Linked DNA regions of Mus musculus: region 1 is linked to region 2. The links are chromatin contacts, called in public HiCAR-type maps. All regions are on one chromosome and are shown on one strand. The core of a region is the stretch at or near the end of the contact, and the rest is flanking DNA. Distances in the headings are between cores, read along the strand shown.

The links. HiCAR-type assays count read pairs that join an accessible place to other places.
Region 1: a contact with region 2 is called in a HiCAR-type map of kidney, with 4 times the contacts expected there. The contact joins two enhancer-like sites. A contact is called at or near these places in 5 of 484 Hi-C or Micro-C datasets (brain, embryonic stem cells, liver and 2 more) and 2 of 115 datasets of contacts at active chromatin or transcription factors (kidney and neural progenitor cells).

What each region holds. Positions count from the first base shown.
Region 1 is chr6:142,040,085-142,042,868 of GRCm38.p6, reverse strand. No RefSeq gene overlaps it. Among named protein-coding and RNA genes, the nearest start is that of Gm6614, 33 kb to the right of the region's middle. Within about 2 kb of position 1,313, at least 22 of the 459 cell types and tissues checked have an H3K27ac peak or open chromatin away from gene starts, as enhancers often do. A contact at or near this core is called in kidney, where this site is marked.
Region 2 is chr6:141,870,805-141,873,504 of GRCm38.p6, reverse strand. The region is part of intron 2 of Gm30784 (a long non-coding RNA gene); the gene reads right to left. Among named protein-coding and RNA genes, the nearest start is that of Gm30843, 3.9 kb to the left of the region's middle. Within about 2 kb of position 1,359, at least 2 of the 459 cell types and tissues checked have an H3K27ac peak or open chromatin away from gene starts, as enhancers often do. A contact at or near this core is called in kidney, where this site is marked.

The DNA of each region.
Region 1 (2,784 bases), core at 64-2,563, 170 kb before region 2:
CAGTTTAGCTGTTTTCAAATTGGCATCTTCAATTCTGATGTGGAACTGGCAGACTAAGTTCTGCATTTCCTAGACTTGTTGGTAGCTGACTTGGCTTGGTGGGCACTGTGGCTGGGAGCACAGAGAGGCTGTCTGTGGGAGATTAGGCTGCTGGCTCTTTAGGCAAAAGCATGTTCCATTGCTCCCCATGGTGGATCTCGATGAAAAGAGATGGTCCATGGTTTTCCTGGGTCTACTGCAATTAAGAACACAAGGGGCCCAATTTCTATGGCCACCCACTGGGCTGTAGTTTAGTCCTTCCTTCTGTCATTAGAAGGCCTCTCACCTTATAAATAGCCCCAGGGATATGAGCAGAAGCAAAGGCACACTGGCTATCTGTGTCTCTTGTCTTTTCTCAGCACCTTGGTCAGAGCTACCATTTCAGCTTTCTGGGCTGACATTCCTGCCAGGAGTGGTTCTGCCCATATGATCTCAGTGTTTGAGACCACCACTGCCCTACCATACTTCTGTCCATCCCAAATGAGGCTATTGTCATTGGTGAACCATGTTACCTCTACAACCATCTGAACAGTCATGCAGCGACCCATCAATGGAGCTCAGGGTCAGGCATCGGGCAGCTGAAAAGTTATCCTGGGGGCATTCAAGAAAAGAGGCTGGTGATGAGTCATTCTGACATCATCTTTAACCAGGAGGTCACTGCTGCACTGATGTGTGAACACTGTGAGGGGCAGCTTCTGTTAATTGGTGACACATTGGCCATTGGCTGATGCCAGGGTCCCAATTTTGAGAATGTATCCCCAGGTCTAGGGCGATCACTTGCAGTTGGCAGAGTAAGGTCATTTTAGTGGAGGCTCAATAGTCCAAATATTTCAGGGCCTCTAAGATGTCTTGAGTTTTTGTTTTGTTTCTGTTGCCAGTGGAAAGTCATTCATTTACTTTTACTTCTAAGGTTACCCTGGGTTTGGGGAGGGGGTGCTTTTGATCTCCAGGGCCCCTTACCTCTTTCTTCTATTTCAGGTATCTTCTACTGTATTCTGGTTTAGTCTTGGCTGCCAACAGGATCTTTGACAAGTCCTGAGTCTGTTGCTTCTGTCCTCTCATCTGCTTCTCTTCTGTAGTCTCTCTTTTATTAAATATTTTCTCTGTCACTATCACTAAGTCCCTCAGACTCCTTTTTTCTAACCTCCTAACCCTCTGAAGCTTTTTCTTAATGTCTGTTGTTGCCTGATTAATAAAGCTAGTTTCTCTGCCTAATGTCATATACTCTGGCCAAATTTGTGGGCCATCTTGTGGCCACCTTGAGATTTGCCAGCAGAGCCTGAAGGTAGAACAAGAGCCTCCTCTTACCTTCAATGGTGTTAATATCCCAGTCTGGGTCAGTCATGGGAAAGCAAGCATATTTGGCAGGGGTGGGGGAGATCTCCTGTGGGTTCAGGAACCGGCTTCCTGGCCTCTTCTTTGGCGAAGGGGACCTGTCTCATCTGCCAATATGTCCGTCAAAGTCAAAGTCACTTTGTCAAAGTCATCTCATCAAAGTTACCTGTCAAGGTGATCTTGTCAAAGTTACTTGTCAAATTCATCTTGTCAAAGTCATCTCATAATGAGAAACACAGAGACAATATATAGAAACACAAATAAAACATAAAACTTTCCCTGTCTTTTGAGCAGAAACAAGAAACAGCCAGAAAGTAGCACTCATGAAAAAGATTTCTCTATGCCACCCAAAACTCAAGTCCACTTTTTTTCTCTATCGGGTAGAAATGAGAAATAACCAGAAAGTGGTGAGCATCCACAAGAAAAGAACCATATTGGTGGATGTCTTTGCTCCCTGAGCCCATGCCCACCCAATCCAGCCTCAGGACATCTCATGGCCCCGCTGTCGGCACAGCTCCCACATACATCTATCCTAACCACAAATGGCCTCGGAAACAAATTCACGGCCTTGTACCCAGAAGGATGTGACACCATTTAGAATCAGTGAACAGATAAAGGCACAACCAGAAACAAAAATCAACCAAAACCAGAAAAAAATACAGCCTGTAGTAACAAGAAACAACCAGACGGTGGCGCTCATAGAAGACGGATGTAGTGCCACTCTGTGAACAGAGAGCCAGTAACAAAACCCAAAACCATAAAAAATAAATAATAAACAAAACTACAGCCACCTGTAATAACAAGATCTAACCAGAAGGTGGCGCTCACACACCCTCAGTACAAATGTTTACTCAGACTTGGGAAAGTCACCATGGCAACATAAGTCATTTATCTTTACATAAGTTTTGTTAACGCTCTGTAGAACTCACAGAAAGTTTCTAACAGACAAATTAGCCGCCACATAAATCACAAGCTTTTGCGCCACTGCGCAAGTCCTCACCGAATCTGACCACATAGAAAATTTCTGACACTCGGATTTCTCAGCTTAGGTCTCAAACCTAGAAGAATCACCATGACAACACAAGCCACCAGGTTCCACACAAATAAATCATCTCAGCACGGTTGGAAGGGTTCCACATTTACCTCTTCAGAAGCTTGCTCCATTCTGCTTTGCAGATCTCACACAGAAAGCTCAGACAATTCAACTCTCAGACAGGGAACAAAAACAACGGAGTTTAACACAGTGTTACAAACATAGAAACACAAACACCTACACTAATTTTGCCAGCTTTAAGACCCTCCAGATGAGTAGTCCTGCGTGTCATGGGGAACTTCCTGGCCAACACATCAAAATGTTGTGCTAGGGAAACCTTAGTGATCCCCCAAGACACACAGAGGAGCCAATCTGAT
Region 2 (2,700 bases), core at 110-2,609:
GTGGGGTCTTGCCCTGAGATCACCACCTCCTTTTTGCCATTTGATATCAGCCATTTCTTTCATCTGTTTATCTCCTTGAATTTAGGACTTAACTACATTCTTCTTCCTGATGCCCTCTTTCTCTTTAAACTGTACATTGTGTGTTCTTCTTTATTCAGCTTGCTCCTTTTCATTATGCATCTGCATAAAGAGCAAACCCTAATAACTGTGCTACGGAGCCAACACTACACTGTTTTGAGATTCTTCTGCCAACGCAGTTAATCTGAAAGTTTTCAGTTTGGTCTCAAGCAGACTTTTTTGAGGAACACTTGTGAATACACTGACTGCTAGTGTTTGAACAGGGTTTTCCCTTTCACATCTAGCATGGAAACTTAATTTCCACCATGAGCTGGTAAAAGAGATCATGACCTAGCAAGTCAGATCAGGGAGAAGTCATCACATGGGGTTCTGCCTTTTGAATGGATCAATTCATCCATATAATTAATGAAAGTTATTTTGAGTAACTGTGTTATAAAAGCCTAGGTTTCTTATGACTCTGTGTATTTCACTATAGGATTTCCTATGCTGCCAGCACTCCACAAATGTAAGGCCTTGTCCTACGTGAGATACATCATTCTTGGACAAAACCACTGGGGCCAAATAAACCTCTTTAAAATAGTAACATGAACAATATTTATTACTGTTTCATTGGCAGAAAAAAAAAGGACCAATATGCTAACCTGGATGCTTGTTACAGTTCTATCAAGTTACATGTGCTACCTAAATGCTACTATCTATCTACTATCCTGAGTTACTTTTCAGAGTTAAATCTCCACTTGAGTCTCAAAGAGCCTTGCTCTAAAATCTGTTTTCCTTTTTGTTCAAAGATTTATTTATTTTTATTTAGGTATATGTGATTTTTCCTGAATGTGTGTACATACAGTACATGTGGAGACCTAAAGAGGGAACTGGATCCTCAGAAATGGGAGTTACTGACCACTATGAGCTACCATGTGGGTGGTGGGCACCAAATCCAAGTCCCACACAAGAGCAGCAGGCACTTTTAACTGTTGAGCCATTAGTTCAACCCCTAGGAAAATGCCTCTCAGAGCCATCTGTGGCCACCAAGGGCCAGAGTCACAGAGGTTCTCAGAGCACTTAGGATAACAGGTTGTGTTTGGAATTCTACAGTGACGAACAGATGGAGGGCATGGTTGTAGACCTCATTTCTATGTCCTCTGAAGCAGGCTTATTTCTTCAAGTTTTTACAAAGTTCTCTTCTGTTATTTCCCTTGGAAATTCTGTTTTATTTTACTTAGTGTGAACTATCACTTTGCTGAAGTCTCAACAGTTATTTCAGAAGCATGTTAGCTTCACTATGGTTAAATATTAAACTTTGATTCTAGTGTGCAGGCATGGGGGCAAGAGAAAGGAGAAATGTAAAGGCAGTTTAAAATGTTGGCTTTGTAAATGAGAGATGAGTACACAGCTTGTCAAATGCTAAGTATATTTGTGAAGTGCTAACTTTATCATATAAAAGTTGCCAGAAGGCCTGTTTGGAAGACTGTTTTGTTTTGCCTGAAAAGATTCCGCAGCTTGTGAAACAGGTATTCATTCACCTGCAGTGCCAAGGTTTTCCAATTTAGTGACTTATTCACTGACACCTTTGTTAAAACAACTCACATGTTTGTACTTACGTTGACCTGGCTTTTCATCTTAAACAATTACTACTTGTGGGTTAAGACAACTCAGTAAACTAGTTAAAGTGCTTGCCAAGGAAGCATGATGACTTGCAGTGTGATCCTCAGAGCCCTGCTAAAACCAGGACCAGTGCGGTGGCAGAAAATCCCCGGAGACAGAGGATTCGCTGGGCAAACTGGCTAGTTAGACTAAAAGTGGGATTTGCTTTTGAGAACCTTTCTCAATAAACAAGGTGGAGAATGATCAAGGAAGATTCCCAACGTCAATAGGGTTCCACATGCACATGCCACACAGGTATACTCAGACACATGTGATCACACACACACACACACACACACACACACACACATTTACTTACATCCCATACCTCCTACCAGAAAACCCTTCCAAATATTTTCCATAAGATCTCATTGTATTAGTATCCTTTATATTTTTAATAGCTTTAATATCCTTAAGTAATCAGCTACTCATATTAATCGTGACATTTAATACATGACCTTCCCTGTCATGTTTAAATAATGCCTTTGTTTCTTCTTTTATTCCTGCCTTAACAGTTGTATTCACAGTCAATATTTTAAAATTTTACATACTCGGTGCATGTATAGATTATTTCATGTGTGTATCCATGTTAAACTGCATTGTCAGTTTGTAATTTGAGGTGGACATCTGAGTCTGTTTCAAGATAAGAAAATGCACACTGCACATATCTTGTGCTTCATTGACTTTGAAAACACATCTCATCCATATTCTCAGACTCAAAAATCAGTTGGGTTCACTGACTCCTCACTCACTTCTATTTTAATTTTGGCTTTAATCTTCATGGTAACTGTGTTTCGTTTTTCTATTCTTCTTGGGTGGCCCATGATGTTTTGATAACTTTGAGTTCTGTAGGTGATGTTGTCCCCATCAGTGAGGGAATGATGGACATATACATGCTGTCTTACATTCTGTTACCTCAAAATTCCTTCAGTTTCCCTTAGTGTTCTTGTGAAAATTATTATTTATATCTGACAGAGGCCA